Linked DNA regions of Mus musculus: region 2 is linked to region 1. The links are chromatin contacts, called in public HiChIP or PLAC-seq maps. All regions are on one chromosome and are shown on one strand. Each heading gives the region's core, a stretch centred on a gene start, on an enhancer-like site or on the middle of the called end of the contact. The rest is flanking DNA. Distances are from core to core; before and after follow the strand shown.

Region 1 (4,302 bases), core at 750-3,249:
AAATAATATTCAACAGAGACTGGTGTGACGCAGAAAAGACTCAGCACATAGTGTGTGCTGGGTGAGCAGGCCAGGCAGACGGTGATGGCCAAGTCACTGTTTGGAAGCAAGCTTGTTATATTGAGGAGCTGAAGGTGGCCAGAATTAGGAGTTCCAAGGGGGAGGAGTTGGGATTGAGCTCTGAGAGTGTCTGAGGTGGTGAGCAGTCAGATACTTCTAGCCTGGAGCTAGAACAGTAGCAGAGAAAATAGAAGAGGTGCATTTGGGATATTTTGGAAATTTAAGATAACATAGTGTTTTAGCTTTAACTCTTGAGAGGACACATCTAGAGTCATCAGGAAGGGATCAGTTAAAGGATTGCCCAGATTGCATTGACTTGTGGGCATGTCTGTAGGGGGATGGATTGTCTCGGTTGCATTCATTAATGTATAGAGCCCAGTCCACTGCTGGAAGCACCATTCCCTCGGCAGGGGGTCCTGGGCTGTATCTCTAAGCATGGGTCTATAACCAAGCCAGCAAGCAGCATTCCTCTATGGTTTCTGCTTTACGTTCCTGCTTGTTTTCCTGCTCTGACTTCCCTCAACAATGGATCAACCTATAAGATGAAATAAATCCTTTCCTTCCCTGAGTTGCTTTTGGTCATGAGTTGTATTTGTCACTGCAGCAGAATGAAACTGGAACACTTAGTAAAGCATTGTATATGGGGGCAAGGACTAGACAGACACAGGAAGGTCGCCATGCTTCCAACTCAAGCGAAATAAAAACGTACACACAGTTCACTGAGATGCTTGCTGTCAGAGGGATGAGATGCCCAGAGTTCTGTTCTGGATATGCTACTTCTGAAATTGATGGCCACTGTCATGTTGGTAGGTTATAGCTGTGAATGACCAGTTCCACAGAAAGATTGGAGTAGAGAGAAAGTTGGTGTTTAGAGAGGGCCAAAGACATGACAGGCAGACAAGCAAGAGAATGTGGTCTGTGGAAAGCTTCCTACATTTTCAAGCTCGTGTATGAAAATATGTGACAGATTTTTCCACACTGATGATCTTAAACATCTCCATGCTACTATCAACTTCAAAAGCTAAAGCCAGTAAATCCCTCTAAACTTGAAATGTTGAAAGGCATCCCAGTACTAACCACACTCAAAGAAAACTTCTGTCCTCTTCTACAGGAAACATTAAAGAATATAATAGATACATGTATATATTTTAATATATGATATATTGATATATACATGTATATACATATATATTAAAAGGTGTATCTTATATATTTCTTCTTAGGAAGAAAGTACTTAAATAGTCTTTAGTTAACACACAGAGAAATGTATTGGGAAGTTGATAAAAATGTATTCTATTTAAGTGGAAATTTTTGTGAATTTTTCTAGTCTTCTTCAGTTTATAATTCATAATGTGCTTTTCATCCTGGATAAGCATCTGCGTTTGTGATTTAATTTGTATTTGCAAGCGTTTCTTTTTCCTATAGAAAAACTCCAGAATCATGTAAACATCGGGTCCTTTGAACTTGGTTCTGGCCCACAGGAGCCTGGCTCTCAGGCTGACCGTGGTGTGCCAGAGGTTCCTTGAATCTGGTGGTGATACTCAGAACGATAGACCTGCTTTTCAATTTCCTACAGGACTGAGAGCCAGACAGGATGCTCTGATCATTTCCTTTTGATCTAAGGGCTGTGGTGATTCTCTTGAGTAAGAGCCAGGGGGAGCACGCGCTCACCAGTCAGAGTAAAACCATGACTCAGAGTGTGCAGAGTCGCGCCCGTCTTCTTGGGAAGTTTTCAGTATCAAAACATGTTGTGTATTTGAGTGAAAGGTAAAATTCACATTCAGTGGATGGAAATTTCTTGTAAGAAGATATAAAACCCCCTAACACTTTCTATTCTTGAAAATGAGAGTTATTTTTGCCAAAGGATCTGAGACCTGAGTGCATATATAGATATTTTTAAATTGGTAGGTTATGCTAAAGCGTCTGATTCTGTGATTTCATTCACCAGTTTTCATCTTCCCCTAAACTATGCGCCGTGGTTTTAAAAACACAGGATGTGTGGGCTGGAGGAATTAAAAGTACTTTTAGATTTGCAAAATTTTAATTTAAAGCCATGAGTTTCTTTGTCTTAATATCTGCTTTCTTGATTGGATTATTTTGTGGTTTTAAAAACATTTCAGATTTGTAAAACAGAACAGACTTACTACAGAAGGAGCATAGAATCAGAATCCAGCCCAGCACATTGCCCCTTCTCTTGGGAAACAGGCACAGGAGGGCCTGTACTGTTAGGGGATAGGCTGGCTCCTGATCGTTTCACTGATGCAGGTTGGTTTGATCTGAGTACTGAAGCGCAATGTTATGGGATTTTCATTGTGGTTGGAAATAATATGGTATGGCACTCGAATTGTGTTCTTCCTAAGACTTGGGTGCCGAAATCTTTAACAGACAGTAAACTTCCTCAGCCTCAGGCCTCAGCCCCCTGAGGTTTATACAGCTGAAATCTGTTCCTTTGGGACTTTTAAAGATTGGGATCATTTGTCTAGTCAACAAAAATTATAGCAGACTGTAGTAGCAAAAACACCCCTGTAAATTGTAAAATTGTGCATCTTACTCTAGAGAGATCCCCTCTCAAACGTCTGTGCTGCTATAACTAAATCCAACTGTTCTTGCCTAAGGATCATCACAGGCGATGGCTTGCGTGTAGAGATTCCTTCTATTACCTGGAATCTTAGACAGATCATTTCTAAAATGGTTTCAAGTGTGATTTATGGGGATTGATGTCAGACTACTCATACCCACAGGAGAGAGAAAACTTCTAAAATGTCGTGTCACTCCTGGAGATGAAAGAAATTTGTGAATGAATTTGATAATAAATATTTCTGGACATGGAAAACCACAGAAAATTACTGAGAGAAATCTTAAATGGCTAAAAGAGGGCTTCATTCATTTTTATTTGGTTTACTGTGTTTTACCAATACTGTTGATTTTTAGGTTTTAACTTATGTCCTGTGTCTTTAGATTTTTAAATCATGTTGTAAAGGCCTGTTTTATTCTGAGGTTATGGAAGAAGCTTATTCCTATTTATTCTAGAACTCTGAATTTTCTATTTCACATGCTACATTAAATCTTCTATGCACTGTGAGACACTGTTGCGGTGTTTTATTTCCTCAGACAGCCATTCCTCTTAGACTGTCTACAAAGTGTCTGTGCTTCCCACAGTTTGACTGTCAGCACTATGAGCTGAGCCTTGCCTCTGTTCCCTCCTGTGGGTTGGAGTCTCTCTAAGCCTCCATCCCCCTGTTTCCTTAAGCATGGCCCTTTCCTGTCATTTTCCCTGTCTTCAATTCTTCTTGATTTGAGATTGGAGATATATGAGATGTGGTCTTTACATGAGTTTATTGCATTGTAGTGAGTAACACAAACCCAGAAAGCAAACCCAAGCAATCCCTTATAGTAGCTAGAAAGCCCCAGCAGACCTCCTCTCAGTGCTTTCCATAGATCTGGGGTCACAGGCACACATAGCCACACCCACCTTTTAATGGGAGCGCTAGGTCTGATCTTGGGTTCTCATGCTTGTGCAATAAGTATCTCTACACGCTGAGCCATCTCTCTGGTCCCCATATCAAGCCTGTATTCTGTAGCAGAGAAAGTACAGTGTCTCAGCCTATACTCAAGATATTGCTGAGTGATTCACTGTCTTCTCTAGCGAGCTGTGTACACGCTGGCCTCCTCACTCTTGCTCCTTTTGCAGAAGAGGAGTTAAAACCACAGAATTCAATTAATGAAGAACCTTCAGCTACCTGAGATCCTATCCAATGTGGCTTCATGCGTGGTGGATAGGAGGAAAGCACGCACTGGCAGCTCTCCCAACAAGATTATAACCAGGCGTTTATCTAATTTTTTTTTACATTTTTAAAAGAATTATGTAATTATATATAAGTACACTGTAGCTGTCTTTAGACACACCAGAAGAGGGTATCATATCTCTTTATAGGTGGTTGTGAGCCACCACGGGGTTGCTGGGATTTGAACTCAGGATCTCTGGAAGAGCAGTCAGTGCTCTTAACCACTGAGCCATCTCTCCAGCCCCCTAGTTATTCTTTGAAGTGTGCATTAATATAAGCAGTATTAGACATTCCCATGCCCAGCGTTTCCAAGCACTGTGGCCATCAGCCATTGCTTGGTACATTAATGTTGCCAGACCTAGCTGCTGACCCCAACTACTGCAGGACTTGCCATCGTGCCATGCTCTTACTGGGCTTAAGCTTTAAGCAATTGTTCTTGCCTCTAGCAAACATTCCC
Region 2 (4,302 bases), core at 1,311-3,810, 330 kb before region 1:
CACCCCTGTGTCTTGGCGACTGAGGTCCAAAAAGGCTAGTAGTATCCAAAATCTTTTCAATCTCTTCAAAGAAGATGGTTCTGGGGGCTGGAGAGATGGCTTACCAGTTAACAGCATTGGCTGCTCTTCCAGAGAACCTGAGTTCACTTTCCATCATCCGCATGACAGCTCATACTTGCCTATAACTTCAGTTCCAGGGAATCCGACATCCTCACAGATGTAGGCAAAATGCCAACACATATGGACTGGAAATAAATTTTAAAAAGAGATAAAATACCTGTCGATATGTTATCAGAAAGCTCTCAAACCAAGAAGGGGAGAAACCCAGGACCAAAGCACCCATGAGTTGGCATCTTGTTACTCCACACGTCCTGTTACAGAGATGCCAGCGTATTGATCTGAAGAAACAATGCATTAAGTGGCTGTGGGTATGCTAAACTTTTGGCCAAGATACTGAGGGAAGCCAAAGAAAATGCCATGAACAGATTGCCAAGAGATGTAGGCTGTCTTCGCCGAGAGAGCTTCTACTTCTGAGTCCAGTCTAAGTCAGAACTTTAAGAGTAACAAATAAGGCGGGTGGTTCAGAGGTCCTGAGTCGCAACCTGGCAGTGGTGGTGCACAGAAACCCTGCCTCAAAAAACAAAAAGAGTAACAAATTAATGATCAGACCTTGGTGGGGGTAGTGTTATACCAGGGAGAGGAGATGGCACAGCAGTCAAGATGCCCACCAGCAAGCCTGATGACCTGGTGTGATCCTTGGAACCCGCATAAAAATCTCTATGTGGCAGCACCCATTAGAAATCCTGGCATGCCTACCAAGGTGGAAGGTGGAGACAGAAGAATCCGCCAGAATCACATACTCGGAACTGCAGCAGAAACAAGATAGATCCTGCCTCAAAAACAAGGCTGAAGGAGAATTGGTTGACCTTGACACAAGCGTGTGACACACACACTTAAAAATACTCTTTTGTTTGTTTTTAAAAGTAAATGTATTTATTACAGGGCTTGGCAAATGCCTCTAATTTAGGGCTCAGGAACCTGAGGCAGAGGTTCAAGCTAGCCCGAGTTACTCAGTGGAGACCCTGTTTCAACAACAAAAAACAAGAAACAAAACAAAACAAAAACAACTCACCTCCCAAACTTCCCTGAAGTCCTTACATAGCAGCTCACTAGGTAAGGAGGCCTCTAAGCCCTCCCACTGGAGGGACAACCAGCGTTAACACCTTGGGTTCCAACGAAGCCACACACTGATCATCTCAATGCTTTTAACCTGTGCAGGTCTATCGTGACATTTGTGATTTTCAGCTTTTGCCAGTGTGGACCATCAGAGAACAAACCCCATGTTCTGCTCAGAACTCAGGGCTAGCAGTCGCCTGTCCAGGCTGCAGAAGGAACCAGAAGCAAAAGCTGGCGGCAGTGTCCCCTAGGGGCTCTGTCTGGCACAGTGCCCTTCTGAGAGAGCTCTTTTTTTTTTTTTAAATACTTTATTTTTATTTCATATGTATTGGTGTTTTGCCTGCATATATGTCTGTGTGAGGGCATCATATCTCCTGGAACTGGAATTATAGATAATTGTAAGCTGTCATGTGGGTCCTGGGAGTTAAACCCAGATTGTCTGGAAGAACAGTCAATGTTCTTAACCACTGACCCATCTTTCTAGTCCTTGAAGGATGCTCTTGCATTGCAATGCCTTGCAACTTCTCTGGTCTTAGCTGGTCTTCACTTCATGGAGAGAAAAGCACCTAAGAACTTCTCACAGTATACTGACTGATTCTTCATGCTTCCACTGACTGCCAATTCTTTTTTTTTTTCATGTGAAACTGACTTTTTTTATTAATCATTTTATTCATTTACATTTCAAATGATATCCCCCTTCCCAGTTTCCTCTCCACAAACCTCCCATCCTATTTCCCCTTTTCCCCCTCCCCTTTCCCTCTATGAGGTTGCTCCTCCACCCACTCACCCACTCCCGCCTCATTCCCCTACGTGGAACTAATTTTTTTTTAATTAGGTATTTTCCTCGTTTACATTTTCAATGCTATCCCAAAGGTCCCCCATACCCACCCCCCCCCAATGCCCTACCCACCCACTCCCCCTTTTTGGCCCTGGCGTTCCCTTGTACTGGGGCATATAAAGTTTGCAAGTCCAATGGGCCGCTCTTTGCAGTGATGGTCGACTAGGCCATCTTTTGATACATATGCAGCTAAAGACAAGAGCTCCCGGGTACTGGTTAGTTCATATTGTTGTTCCACCTATAGGGTTGCAGTTAGTTCCCTTTAGCTCCTTGGGTAATTTCTCTAGCTCCTCCATTGGGGGCCGTGTGACCCATCCAACAGCTGACTGTGATCATCCACTTCTGTGTTTGCTAGGCCCCGGCATAGTCTCACAAGAGAGAGCTATATCTGGGTCCTTTCAGCGAAATCTTGCTAGTGTATGCAATGGTGTCAGCATTTGGAAGCTGTTTATGGGATGGATCCCTGCATATGAGAGCTCTTAAAGGCTCTGGAAGGCTAGAAATACCAGCAGGTCTGAGCAGGCAAACACTTATCGCTCTCTAGTGGCAGATTGTAAAATTGCAAACGCACAGAACTCGTGAGGCTTAGTCAAGTTCCAGAAAGAGATCCACCAAAGAAGTCCAAGAAGGCCACTTCATATTCCTGAAAACACCAAAGTCCCACTTAGAACGTGTATAGCTACCAGTCAGGGACGGTAGTCTGTCCTGTCTGCATTTGGGCTCTGGCACCCAGATTGAGTTCAAATTTCCGTTCCTATAGCCTGGAAGCTTCCAGGTTCCTCCTACTAAGGGAGGGAGAGAGGGAGGGAAGGATGGAGGGAGGGAAGGAGGGAGGGAGGGAGGGAGGGACAGATAAGGACAGAGGGAGAGAGAGAGAGAGAGAGAGAGAGAGAGAGAGAGAGAGACATGGTGGAGTTAACAGCTGTACCATTATAGATCTTTTTGGATCCCTCTATATTCCAGAAATCAGAACATCCAGGATTTTATGAAGGCAAACAGTCAGGTATATGCATGGTGTACCTGTGTTGTCTGAGGTGGAACCTTATATGCCTGTGAGTTAAACTCCTGTGAGTTTCTGCAGGAAACATGAACATGTGTGTTCCTAGGATGACCAAGGACAGAGCCACAGGGTCAAGCTTGCTGCTGTAATGTACGTTATATTGGGAAACTATCACAAGCGATTAAAACTTGTTGAAAGTAGACTCTAGTTCCTATAACCAGTCCTGTCCTGAGCCAGGCTGTCTGGGAGAGGGAAACCCAGCAAGCAGCAAAGGGCGTGGAAGACATTGACTCCTTGAGACTGTCTAGAAGACAGGCCATTTCCAGCAGGGTTTATCATGCTACAAAAATGCCCACAGAAGGGCTGAGAGATAGGTCTGAGAGGTCTGGAGTTCAATTCCCTGAACCACATTATAGCTCACAACCATCTGTAATGGAATCTGGTGCCCTCTTCTGGTGTGTCTGAAGACTGTGACAGTGGACTCACATACATAAAATAAATAAATCTTACAACAACAACAACAACAAAAAGCCCACAGAGGGGACAAGAAGCACAGTGCACATCCACGGAGAGAAAGGCCTCAGGTGGGAGCACCGGTCAACTGCCTCAGCCTCAGGAGGGAGCATTGCCTTGGGCATTGCCTTGGGTGTACTGGCTGGTTTTGTGTGTCAACTTGACACAGGCTGGGAGTTATCACAAAGAAAGGAACTTCAGTAGGGGAAATGCCTTCATGAGATCCAGCTGTAAGGCATTTTCTCAATTAGTGATCACGAGGGGGGTTGGGGGGTGGGGGGGTGGAGGGGGAAGGTCCCCTTGTGGGTGGTGCCATCTCTGGGCTGGTAGTCTTGGTTCTATAAGAGAGCAGGTTGAGCAAGCCAGGGGAAGCAAGCCAGTAAAGAACATCCCTCCATGGCCTCTGCATCAGCTCCTGCTTCCTGACCTGTTTGAGTTCCAGTCCTGACTTCCTTTGGTGATGAACAGCAATGTGGAAGAGTAAGCTGAATAAACCCTTTCCTCCCCAAGTGCTTCTTGGTCATGATGTTTGTGCAGGAATAGAAAACCTGACTAAGACAAATTGGTACCAGGAGTTGGGTATTCCTGTGACAATCTGACCATGTTTTGGGGAGGACTTGGAAGGACTTTGGAACTTTGGGCTTGAAGATCCATTCATTTAAGAGCTCTGTCAGATGTTGTGTAGGAGCTTGGAAGATAATGTTGAGAACAGTGTAGAAGATGGAGGTCTGGCTTGTGAAATTTCAGAGGGAAAATTAAAGACTCTTTTCAGGGC

What was found. HiChIP or PLAC-seq counts read pairs in DNA pulled down with a chosen protein or histone mark.
Region 2: an H3K27ac HiChIP or PLAC-seq map of microglia shows a contact between it and region 1, with 5 times the contacts expected there. The contact joins two enhancer-like sites. A contact is called at or near these places in 2 of 115 datasets of contacts at active chromatin or transcription factors (large pre-B cells and microglia) and 1 of 9 other capture datasets (liver).

The regions. Positions count from the first base shown.
Region 1 is chr17:7,937,243-7,941,544 of GRCm38.p6, reverse strand. The region is part of intron 4 of Gm1604a (predicted gene 1604A); the gene reads left to right. Among named protein-coding and RNA genes, the nearest start is that of Rsph3a, 6.2 kb to the left of the region's middle. Within about 2 kb of position 1,999, at least 101 of the 459 cell types and tissues checked have an H3K27ac peak or open chromatin away from gene starts, as enhancers often do. A contact at or near this core is called in microglia, where this site is marked.
Region 2 is chr17:8,263,094-8,267,395 of GRCm38.p6, reverse strand. The region is part of intron 4 of Gm33799 (a long non-coding RNA gene); the gene reads left to right. Among named protein-coding and RNA genes, the nearest start is that of Gm33799, 7.3 kb to the left of the region's middle. Within about 2 kb of position 2,560, at least 2 of the 459 cell types and tissues checked have an H3K27ac peak or open chromatin away from gene starts, as enhancers often do. A contact at or near this core is called in microglia, where this site is marked.